3 separate regions of the Mus musculus genome follow, and regions 2 and 3 are each linked to region 1. The links are chromatin contacts, called in public HiCAR-type and promoter capture Hi-C maps. All regions are on one chromosome and are shown on one strand. The core of a region is the stretch at or near the end of the contact, and the rest is flanking DNA. Distances in the headings are between cores, read along the strand shown. Region 1 holds the start of Sgo1 (shugoshin 1). Region 2 holds the start of Yju2 (YJU2 splicing factor). Region 3 holds the start of Pot1b (protection of telomeres 1B).

Evidence for each region. HiCAR-type assays count read pairs that join an accessible place to other places. Capture Hi-C pulls out chosen DNA fragments and counts their contacts.
Region 2: a promoter capture Hi-C map of adipose tissue shows a contact between it and region 1, with 5 times the contacts expected there. The contact joins the promoter of Yju2 here to the promoter of Sgo1 in region 1. A contact is called at or near these places in 1 of 39 promoter capture datasets (embryonic stem cells), 2 of 484 Hi-C or Micro-C datasets (B cells and uterus), 2 of 115 datasets of contacts at active chromatin or transcription factors (acute myeloid leukemia and astrocytes) and 1 of 9 other capture datasets (adipose tissue).
Region 3: a contact with region 1 is called in a HiCAR-type map of astrocytes, with 7 times the contacts expected there. The contact joins the promoter of Pot1b here to the promoter of Sgo1 in region 1. A contact is called at or near these places in 6 of 39 promoter capture datasets (the 3T3-L1 cell line, the C10 cell line, the HPC-7 cell line and 2 more) and 3 of 115 datasets of contacts at active chromatin or transcription factors (astrocytes, embryonic stem cells and large pre-B cells).

What each region holds. Positions count from the first base shown.
Region 1 is chr17:53,687,465-53,690,827 of GRCm38.p6, forward strand. It overlaps Sgo1 (shugoshin 1), which reads right to left and starts at 1,851. Exons shown (of 9, transcript NM_028232.2): 1 at 1,747-1,851; 2 at 526-656; 3 at 247-394. The coding sequence starts at 388. It also overlaps the pseudogene Gm31532.
Region 2 is chr17:55,957,706-55,961,068 of GRCm38.p6, forward strand. It overlaps Yju2 (YJU2 splicing factor), which reads left to right and starts at 1,482. Exons shown (of 8, transcript NM_028381.3): 1 at 1,482-1,556; 2 at 3,008-3,108. The coding sequence starts at 1,533. It overlaps Gm16712 (predicted gene, 16712), which reads right to left and starts at 1,696. Exons shown (of 3, transcript NR_108021.1): 1 at 1,429-1,696.
Region 3 is chr17:55,711,010-55,714,372 of GRCm38.p6, forward strand. It overlaps Pot1b (protection of telomeres 1B), which reads right to left and starts at 1,627. Exons shown (of 17, transcript NM_028370.2): 1 at 1,531-1,627.

The sequences.
Region 1 (3,363 bases), core at 601-3,100:
GGTAAGGTGTTAAAGGTGTGTGGAGACAGGAGGATCTCTGGGGCTTGACTGGCTGCCACAATAGTTCCTTGTTCAGTGAGAGACCCTTTGCAGGGGAACAGGGCAGAGATTAATAGCAGGACTCCAGAACTTCTACTACAGCAACACCCCACTGTGCTCCACACACAAAGAAACACACACAACACACACAAATGCCACACTTTCAAAGTAAGAATGCTGGAAGAAGACAACACAAAATTCTCTTACTGGGTACTTGGCCCGGTGCAACAATAAAGGACTTGCGTTTCCCAATCCCCGCCAAATTTTTATTCCTTTTTTCTTTCATTCGATTCTTAATGTCTTCAAGGGTATCTTGAAAGGACCTTTTCTGACACCTTTCCTTAGCCATCTTTGTCTTTGAATTAAAAACAAAACAAAAAAAAAAAAAACCAATGAACACTTCTCAGATATTTTTTAAACATAAAATTTAAGAAACATAGGCTGTTCATCAAGAAGGGATTACAAAAGACTAAATTGTAAACTTACTTCAAAAAAAGCAATATTTTGATTTTCTGCTTAGAAATATTAAGTCAGGTGTTGTAGAATAATCCAAGCTACTAAAAAGGCTAAGGCAGGTGGGTCATAGATTTATGCTTGGGCTACATAGTGAAATTCATCTAAAACAAAACAAGAAGAAAAAAGATGTTAGAATCAAGCCATCATAAGAAAAAAAATCCCATAAAATGTCATTCATGCTTTTGCTATAACCTTATCTTCTACTATTTCATAGGAAAGTATTAAATAACTCCAGAAAGTATCAATTATTCATCTTATAGTAAATATTCATTGGAGGCGTACAACATTCTAGGCTCTATGGGAACTTATTATTTTGGGACAGGATATTGCTGTTACCCAGTCTGGTTTTGAACTTAAGAGCTCTCATGTCCTTCCTACCTCAGCCTCCTGAGTAGCTGGGACCACAAATGTATGAGCCATAAGCAGACTTACTTTTCTTACAATGTTTATAGCCAACCTTTAGTGTTTAGGATTACAGTATTAGTTCAGAAGCAATTTATATGTATATCTGGGTTTCTGTTTGGCAGCTTTTCTCTAGTAATTTTGGGGCTGAGAAAACATGTATTCATGTTAATAACAGTAGCGTGCTTCAAGCAAAATAAACTTCCTGGTCTCAAAATTGTAAACTGTTGCCAACCACAATGTGTGCATATAATTGTCACCACAAGAACTATCTTGATTCATCTCCTTTTAGTTAAGTGTTTTCTTGAATCTCTTCTTGAGTATTCTCACCAGGACGTATTTTCCTCCACGCATAATGAAGCCTTAAATTGGTACTGTATATCTTATCTAACCCTTTATTTTTACCAATGTGTATATACGATAGATTGGAGAGGGGAGTTCAACAGAATAAATGCAACGACTTCTTATAAGAATGGGTGGGTCACCATCAAGTTTTAAAAGTTTGCACCGGAGACATCTGAGTGACACACAGAATGAATAACTGATAGAGTTAAAGTTAATTACAGTTTGTTCGCGTGCGCGAGCACAGTGGGATGGAAATCGGGCCTTGTGCGTGCTAGACAGTGCAAGTCGGCGAGAACACCCCTTCCTCCGGCCCCTATCTAAAAAGTTTTTGCTACTTTGATTGAGCAAAAGCCCTGTCGATTTCGGGGTGCTCGCTTTCGCGAGCGGAACGCGTCGTCCGGTCGGAGAGATACCTCCAGTCCCGCCGCCCGTACCGCTCCGTACCTCGGCCACTCAGGTCCGGACGAGCAGATGCAACCTCCCGCTCCGCCGCGCTCCGCAGCTACCGCCGCCACATTCGAAATTCTGCGTTACGCGTATCCATTGGCTGGCCGGACACCATCACGTGACACTCCGGCCCGCCCTTCTCCGTAGACGCAGCGCCCGGCCCCGGGGAATGGCATCACGTGGCGCGCCTGCGCACGCGCAGCTGTGGCTGGGGTGGGGTAGAGGGGGTGGAGTCAGGCTGGAATTGAGGCCTTGGCTCGGCGTCCGCCTTCCCACAGCCTAGAGATCTAGCGACTTTGAGACTGGGTCTTGTCTGGGTGCGTCCCTGACTTCCGGTTAGACCTGGGGTGTTGACGCAGGCCTGAGAGCCCAGCTCTCAGAAGGCTGAGGCAGGAGAATGACGAGTTCGAGTTGAAGCCTGAGTTGGAGCACGAAAGATCCAAACAGATCCTGGCGTGGCTTGTCAGGGCGCCCAAGGCCGCGCAGCTCTTGTGCTCCGGGGCGCGCCCGTGTGGCAAACGTCCATCCAGCACGTTTAGCGCAGGCTCAGCGAAAGGACTGATGTGAGAGACTGGGCTCTCCAGGTTCAGCCCGCTGGCGAGATCTGCGGGTGGGCCTGGCTGATTCAAGAAGAAACGCCAAGTGACAGCCCGATCCTGTCCTGTGCATTTACGGAAGAGATTTACAACCGGCTGCGCTCACCTCAGAAGTCATTGTAGTGCAGCAGCCGTGACTGAATTAGAAGGTCATCTTGTGGGATCCGTTTTTTAAAGTGCTTTCCCGGGAACAATCTAAACTTCTTTATCAGTTCCTGATAATAGTCAAGGAATTGGGTTTAGTCATGCTGAGAAAAGTTCGGCACGCTTACACATCAGGCAGCGTTACTGGGTAGTTCTGAAGGCACACAAAGAAAATGGGAAGGGGAAGGTGGCAGCAGGGAGCCCTACCACAAGACATTTGGAGCCTCCACAGTTGAGTGATTGCTTCATAAGTCATATCCTTGGCAGATGTCTTGTGCCATAAGGTAGATAGATATACGTAGCCAATATAACAAGTTATATTTTACTATGCTGGTCATCACACAAGGTTCACACTCTTAATTTCTTACCTAGGGTCCTAAGATTATCGTTCCACGGCTGCTCATTTATGGCTCTCTTCTTTGTTTTCTGTTTGTTTTTGTTTTTGAGACAGGGTCTTCTTGTAGCCCAGGATGACCTCTAACTCCTTACGCTGTAGAGAAGTCTCTCTGTGTACCTTTGACTGTCTTGGAACTCACTATATATTTGAGGTTGGCCTCAAATGCAAACAGATCCACCTGCTTCTGTCTCTTGAATGCTAGATTAAATGTGTGTACCACCATGTCCATCTCCTAAAAAAGTTTGGTTTTGGTCTGTTTATTTGGCATTCAAAAAACAAAACAAAGCAAAACAAAACAACGGGTTAAGGCAGGTTTTTTACACAGCCTAAGCAGACTTCAAATTCGTGATATTTCTGCGATGACCAGGAACACACAGAGATATGCTAGTCTTGGCCTCCCAAGTGCTGACATTAAAAAAAATTTTTTAAAAAAGATTCCTTTGGAAATGTGGATATGATCCAGATATCAAAAGCTTT
Region 2 (3,363 bases), core at 232-2,731, 2.3 Mb after region 1:
CATGGCACAGGAGCTACCTGTAGGAGAATGTTGGAGACACACCCCTAGCACCTGTTTCCTCAGCTAAGAGGAAAATAGGACAAAGCCCAGCCTTGTTGAAATGAGGATATCGAGGGTGGGGGTAGGGATGGAGGATGGTGGCAAGCTAAAGACCAGCCTAGAAATCCTGTTTCAAAAAGACCAAAAGAATAGGAGGAGGAGGAGCAATGGGGGCTGGGCTCAATGCTGGGGCTTGTCATATTTTGTAGGCACAAATAATAAATAAACAAATGTAAAAAACGAATACTAAGCCTGGCAGTGGTGGTGCATGTCTTTAATCCCCAACACTAGAGGCAGCCACAGGCGCATCTTTGTTGAGTTTGAGGCCAACCTGGTCTACAGACTGAGTTCCAGGACAGCCAGCACTACACAGAGAAACCCTGTCTCAAAAACAAAAACAAAACAACAGCAAAGATACTATTTTTTAAAGAAAAAAGTAAAAAGAGTTGGGCACAGTGTCTCTTATTTGTAAACCCAGCACTTGGGAGTCAGAGGGAGGGGAGGACTACTGAGTTTTCAAGGTCAGCCTGGATTACGTGGTGAGTTCCTCTCTCATAAAAGAAGAAACGCACCGGGTGGTGGTGGCACAGGCCTTTAATCCCAGCACTTGGGAGGCAGAGGCAGGCAGGTTTCTGAGTTCGAGACCAGCCTGGTCTATAAAGTGAGTTCCAGAACAGCCAGGACCACACAGAGAAACCCTGTCTCGAAAAAAAAAAAAAAAAAAAAGGAGAAGAAAGAAGAAACGCACGCGCGCACGCACACACCACCACCACCACCAACAAAACACAATGAAAACCAGGCAGGTCACTGATTCCAGGCTTGCAGTAAGATTGTTTCAAATTTAAGGCCAAGCTGGACTGCAGAGTCTGCTCCAGGCCAGCCTGGGCATCTTAGTGAGAGGCTACCTCCCAGCATTAGAGCGCTGGGTGGTGTTTTCTGTGGTAGAGTGCCTGCCTGGCATATGCAAAGACCCTGGATTCCATCCCCAGCAGCAGAAATAAAGAAACTTAAGAAGAAGGAACACCAGAACGGGACATGGTGGCCTTTAATTATTTGGTCCCAGAACTCACAAGCAGGAGGATCTCCTTTAGTTTGTGACCACCCTGAGCTACATAGTGAGTTACAGGACAGCCAGGGACACACAGTGAGACTCTGACTCAAAAAAACAAACAGCATTGTTGATCAGAGTTAGGAGAGAAAATGTTATTATCCCAGGCAGCTTTCTCCATCCTTTCAGTGTGCTAGATAAGCGCACACAGGATCCACATGTCCCGGAACCTTTATTTCGGGTTTCAACTACCGGCACCCGGAAGGGAACGGAAGCGCACTCCCGACTCGGATCGACAAAGATTGCAGCCAATGAGAACGATGAAGCGGGTAGGCACCAACCAGTGAGCCGGCTTAGGAAGTGGCGACACTGAGGCGCTGAATCGGAGAAACTCCCCGTAGACTGAGGACCGCTTCTTCGCTTGTTCGCTGGACAGGAAGCGAAAATGTCGGAACGGAAAGTTTTAAACGTAAGTGCTCAGAGTCTAAATGTTCCTACAGAGGGTGAAGTGTGCGAGGGCTCCGGGCGAGGCGTGCTTCCTTCCGGTCATTTCCTTTTGCAAGCCCCTCTCGCGCACACGCACGCACACGCACGCGCGTCTTCCAGTCGGGCGGGAGCTTTCCAAACTCTTGCCAATCACATTTTTGGGGGCGGTCGTTAGCTTCCCCCTCTCCCCGCCCCCCCCCCCCCAGCTTCGTGAGTAACCAATCATCACCAGGGAAGCGGAGCTTCTGTCACTTTACCCAATTGGGGGCAGGACTGCTTCTTTGTGGGTTTTCCCCAGATCAGATCAGGGGATGTTGTTGGTCACCTCAGTTCTTCCCGGCTTTTGTTGAATTAATATCCGAAACCTTTTGCAGAGATGTCTACATCATGTTGGGGTTTCTGGGGTGACTCAGTCTCCACTCTTGGAAAATTTTGCTCTCCATTTCCTGGATCTGTTTTTTAAATGTTTGCTTTGGGTTAAGGTTTCACTGTACACAGAAGGCCCAGAATGGCCTCGAACTCACAGACCAAAAGTTTGTACACCTAAGATGGGCTATATTCACTTTTTAAAGGATTAGTTTTATTTTCACTTTATGTTTTTCCTTCATGTCTGTCTGTGCAGCACGTTTGTGTGCACTGCCCAGGCTGACTGTAAACTCACAGTTCTGCATCAGCCTCCTGAGTGCTGGTATGACAGTTGTACACCATCATTCCCGTCTACCGCCTGAATTAGCAAAGCTTCCTCTCTCGTGAGCCTGGTTGCCAGTAGGTGTCAAAAGCAGAGCCTCCTTGTTGGTGGTCCACATAGCTTCTTTTTGGGGGAGAGGGGAGTTGTCTCTCTTCAGCCCCCTGTCTCAAATTCCCGGGTGCTGGGTTTGGACATTGGCATGCCAGTAACCCAGAGTGGTTGTCCCTGTGCGCCTCACCCCAGCCTCCCAAGCACACAGAGAGGCCAGAGCCTGTTCTCCCCAAGGAGATTCACTGGCCAGATTTTGCCCTGGGATGGTGCCCTGCAGCCTGTGTGGTACCCTAGTGCAGGTTAGGCCACCATTGACAAGGTCTGATTTATGTCGGGCCTCCATTTCCTCATGAGTGTCTAGAATCTTATCATGTGATAGGCAGCAGGGGTCCACCCTTACTGCAAACCCTGGGCCTCTAGAACCTTCCCTAGAAGGCATGTCACAGCGTAGGAAAGTGACCCACCACACTATATAATTTGTGTTGGAAGCTTGTGCACTCCTCCCTGTCCCAACTTCTCTTCTCATGACTGTGCTTCAAACAGCTCATGTCTGGAAAGGCTCCAGCAAGCTGAATCCTGAGCAGATAGATCCCTTAAACCAGAGTATCCTGCGTCTGCTAACATGGCTCTCAGACCCCATTCCTGCCCGTATGGGACCTGAGCACCAGAAAACAGCAACGCCCTCTTCTCCACAGAAATACTACCCACCTGACTTTGACCCATCGAAGATCCCGAAACTCAAGCTACCCAAGGACCGGCAGTATGTGGTGCGTCTGATGGCCCCCTTCAACATGAGGTGAATCCCTGGGGACATGAGGCTGGAGGCTGATTCTCTGGAGAAACAACAAACAAAGATAATAGTTCCCACCCTCACAGAGTCCCCAACCCCTATCTCAGTAGAAAATCAGAGTGACACTTGGCCCTGCAGGATTTTGGACCCTCTAGTGGCAGCCCTCCTCCTGCCCAGGGCCTTTGCACCACCTATGGCATCTGCCTGCAGATCTCTTGTAGCCAGCTTCTCTGACAGAGCCTGTCTCCCATCTCATCCCAG
Region 3 (3,363 bases), core at 377-2,876, 2.0 Mb after region 1:
TTTTAAGAAAGTTTTCAGGATACTGCCAGAGTAGCATCAACCCTAACAAAACACATAAAGTCACTTAGAGGTTCTGAGAAAGGGTTCTTCTCACATATGACTGACTACCTGAGAATTACTGTCCCAAAGGTCTCTGCTACAGCCTCATCCTGCATAAAGCCCACTGCATACACACAACACACAACACACACACACACACACACACACACACACACAAACAGAACCTCTCTCTGTGCAAGCCTGTGCTGCTAATATCTATGGCTGAGGATTACAGCAATCTTCAGCAAGCATGCTCACTTGCCTTTAAAAACTTGCACTGGCACAGTACTCCTAATATACTCATACTGAACTATGGGATGTGTCAGGCAGTCAGGATATTCGATTCCCTTTCTTAATCTTTAGAGAACCTTTCTCTGAATTTCACTTGGACCATACTTTTAGGAATTCAATATAGCATGTTCTAATAAATATTAAGTCATCTGGGGAAAATCTGAGGAAAAAAATATGTAAGATTCATAACTTAAGTCTTATTGAAGATACAGAAAGTGAAGTTCATTAATTTCCCAAAGTGTTTTTTCTCAACCCGGTAATACAATCTCTCAGCAAAATAAAATGTTGTTTTAGAAACCAATTACAATTTAAGAAAGAAAAAATTCTTAATGTGAAATGAAAAACTCATAAACTAGGACAATGAGGGCAAGTCAATACAAAACAAAAAGTTCAGTTTAGTCTCTGCCCCACTGTCAACTTCGGAAAATAATTACCTAGTCAAAAGTACAGGCATGATAGTGTTTTATAACAGTTCCTTTCAACTTCTCTTTTGGCTTTCATATTAAAACTTTCTGTCTCACACACACCATGGACTCTTGGTAAACAACCATATGGGTATTTCTTAAACAACAGATTAAAACTCATATGAACCTCATACTAATAAAGTCACTATCCACTTTTCAAAGAAAAAAAACAGATTAAAAGTAGATCCTACATTAATACTCTTCAATATTACTAAAGAAAGCAAAAAACAAAAAAAAAAAAAACTGAAAACAAATTATACTTTGGCAAAACGATGCTTTTTGTGTCCTCAGCAGGAAGTATCAGCTTGAATCAAAATACTTTTAAAAGCCAGTTTTCCGACCTGTTGCACGGCATAGTAGTAGCCCGTTCCTTTAATCCTAGCGCTCTCTCTGTTCACTGTGCACCAGGTTCATGCTTTTCTTCTGACACTTGTCACCTGGGCAAGTACCTGAAGCCTCTGAGGCTCCCAATAACACACACACACACACACACACACAGCGGGTTATCGCTGCCGCCAACGCATAGCGCACACACACAGACACACACACACACCCCTGAAGCTTGAGGTCTCCCTGAGAGAGAGGATGCCGAACACAGCGGGTTATCGCTGCCGCCAACGCATAGCGCACTTTCTCTACAACTACCCCAAATGTGGTTGCAAACGACCCCTCATATCATCCAGGGCCCGACCTCCAGCGATTACACCAAGAACTCCAACACCCTAGCGTTCAGTACCTCACAGAACACCGAGGATCCCGGCAACTTTTTCAACCTGCAGAGACGCGACTTCGACTTCCGGAGCCGTGGGACACACGCATGCGCACTCCAACCATTCCGCCCGCTTTTTGCTCGTGCTTCCCATAACAAAAGCGAAAGGCAGGCGGGGCCTCGGCCAAGCTCCTCCCAGTTGGTCCCTGCAGAGTAGGAAGCCTGCTGCTCCTCTTTCCACGCCCCTAATGGATTTTTCTGGGGACTAGCGGGGGGGGGGGGGGGGGGGGGAGAACACACTGTTCAAAGGATAGTAACTGGCTTGAAAGAGTCCTAAATCCTGTAGCCAATTGGAACCCTATTCCGAGTGAGACTCCAAATTCTATTTTGTTGAATAAATGGATCAGAGGCAAAACCCTTTGTTAATCTAAGTTAAGCACCCAAATGCACTTTTACACGATGTAAATAGACGAAGATAACAATGTTGTTTTGTTGTTTTTTTAATCGCAATTTAGGGCTATTATGCTATTGCCAGGCAAGTTGAAAAATACCAACAATCCTTTGTTAGTCTGAAGATTTATCGTTCTTTACTATATTTTTGAGTGATGAAAAATTGTCATGAGTTTAGAAACTTTGTAATGATTAATTTCAGAATATAGAAAGCTGAACAAGAGTATGTAGGCTTATATCGAGTGTAAAAAAATTAATTAAAAATTAAATTTTAAAAAGTGTGTAGGCTTTAAAAGTTTATCACGATTATTTGGAGTTATTTGGGAACCCTTTGTATCGGGTTAAAAGGCATTTTTAAACACAGAATAACTTTTTTATCTTTCACAAAATGTTCCACTATTAGTTTAAATTGAGTCTACATCTATTCATTTTACCCACCCACTTTTTTCAGGAAGTGGGGAAAGTTTTGAAATTCCATTGATGAAAATGAAGGTCTTTTGTTCATTCTTTTAAACTACATGCAACATTAATGGCACTGCCTATGTTAATTGTAACTGTTAATCTTTCTCCCTTAAGTTCATCAAAGTTCATCAAAGACTGAGTGCATTGACAAAAATGATGGGATTGTATGCATTTATGGTAGGATGGAAATGATCTCCATTGTTCTATCAATAGAAAAAAATCAGTTAAAGGTATCTTTCCCATGACTGAGAAGAATATTTCCATGTACGTGATTTCCATGTAATTGAGTTAAAGAAATTCAGTGTGATTGGGGCACATTCCACCTATAACATGAAGTCAGAATTTGGCACAATGGAATCGAATATGTGAAGAAAACCAAATAAATTGGCATTGCTACTTACGTTCCCATTAAAATGATATAAATGGGACGAATTTTGAAGTGAGTATATTAGACTAAAAGGAGACTTAAAATCAAAATGTACTTCTTTAGTTTGTTATTTATGTCTGCTTATCTATGCTAGTGTCATCCATATTAAAACTTCCTAATACTACCCACAGTGGTCTAATAGAAATGTTAATCAACTCCTCTCTATTTTTATATTAGAAATTATATTTTGCTTTTTATTTCTGACAGATAGTCTTTGTATCAACCCACTGGTTCTTCGGCAGAAAACTCCCACTGTTTTTGCTGCAGTTAGATTTAAGCATAAGTGTGTTTCAGATTGTTCAGAGATGGAAGGCAATATTTTCTAGTATATCTATAGCAGATATGTCAAGATTTTCTGTCTGTGTACAGATTTCCTGGAAATTCTTCCTAAAACCACATAAGAAAATATGTGCATCATTTCCTCTGGCAGAAATCACAAAATCAGAGGGAAGACTTGATGAAGTCAGTTCTGTGGTTGACTGAGTAGTAAACAAGATAAAAATGAAAAACAAAAACAAAAC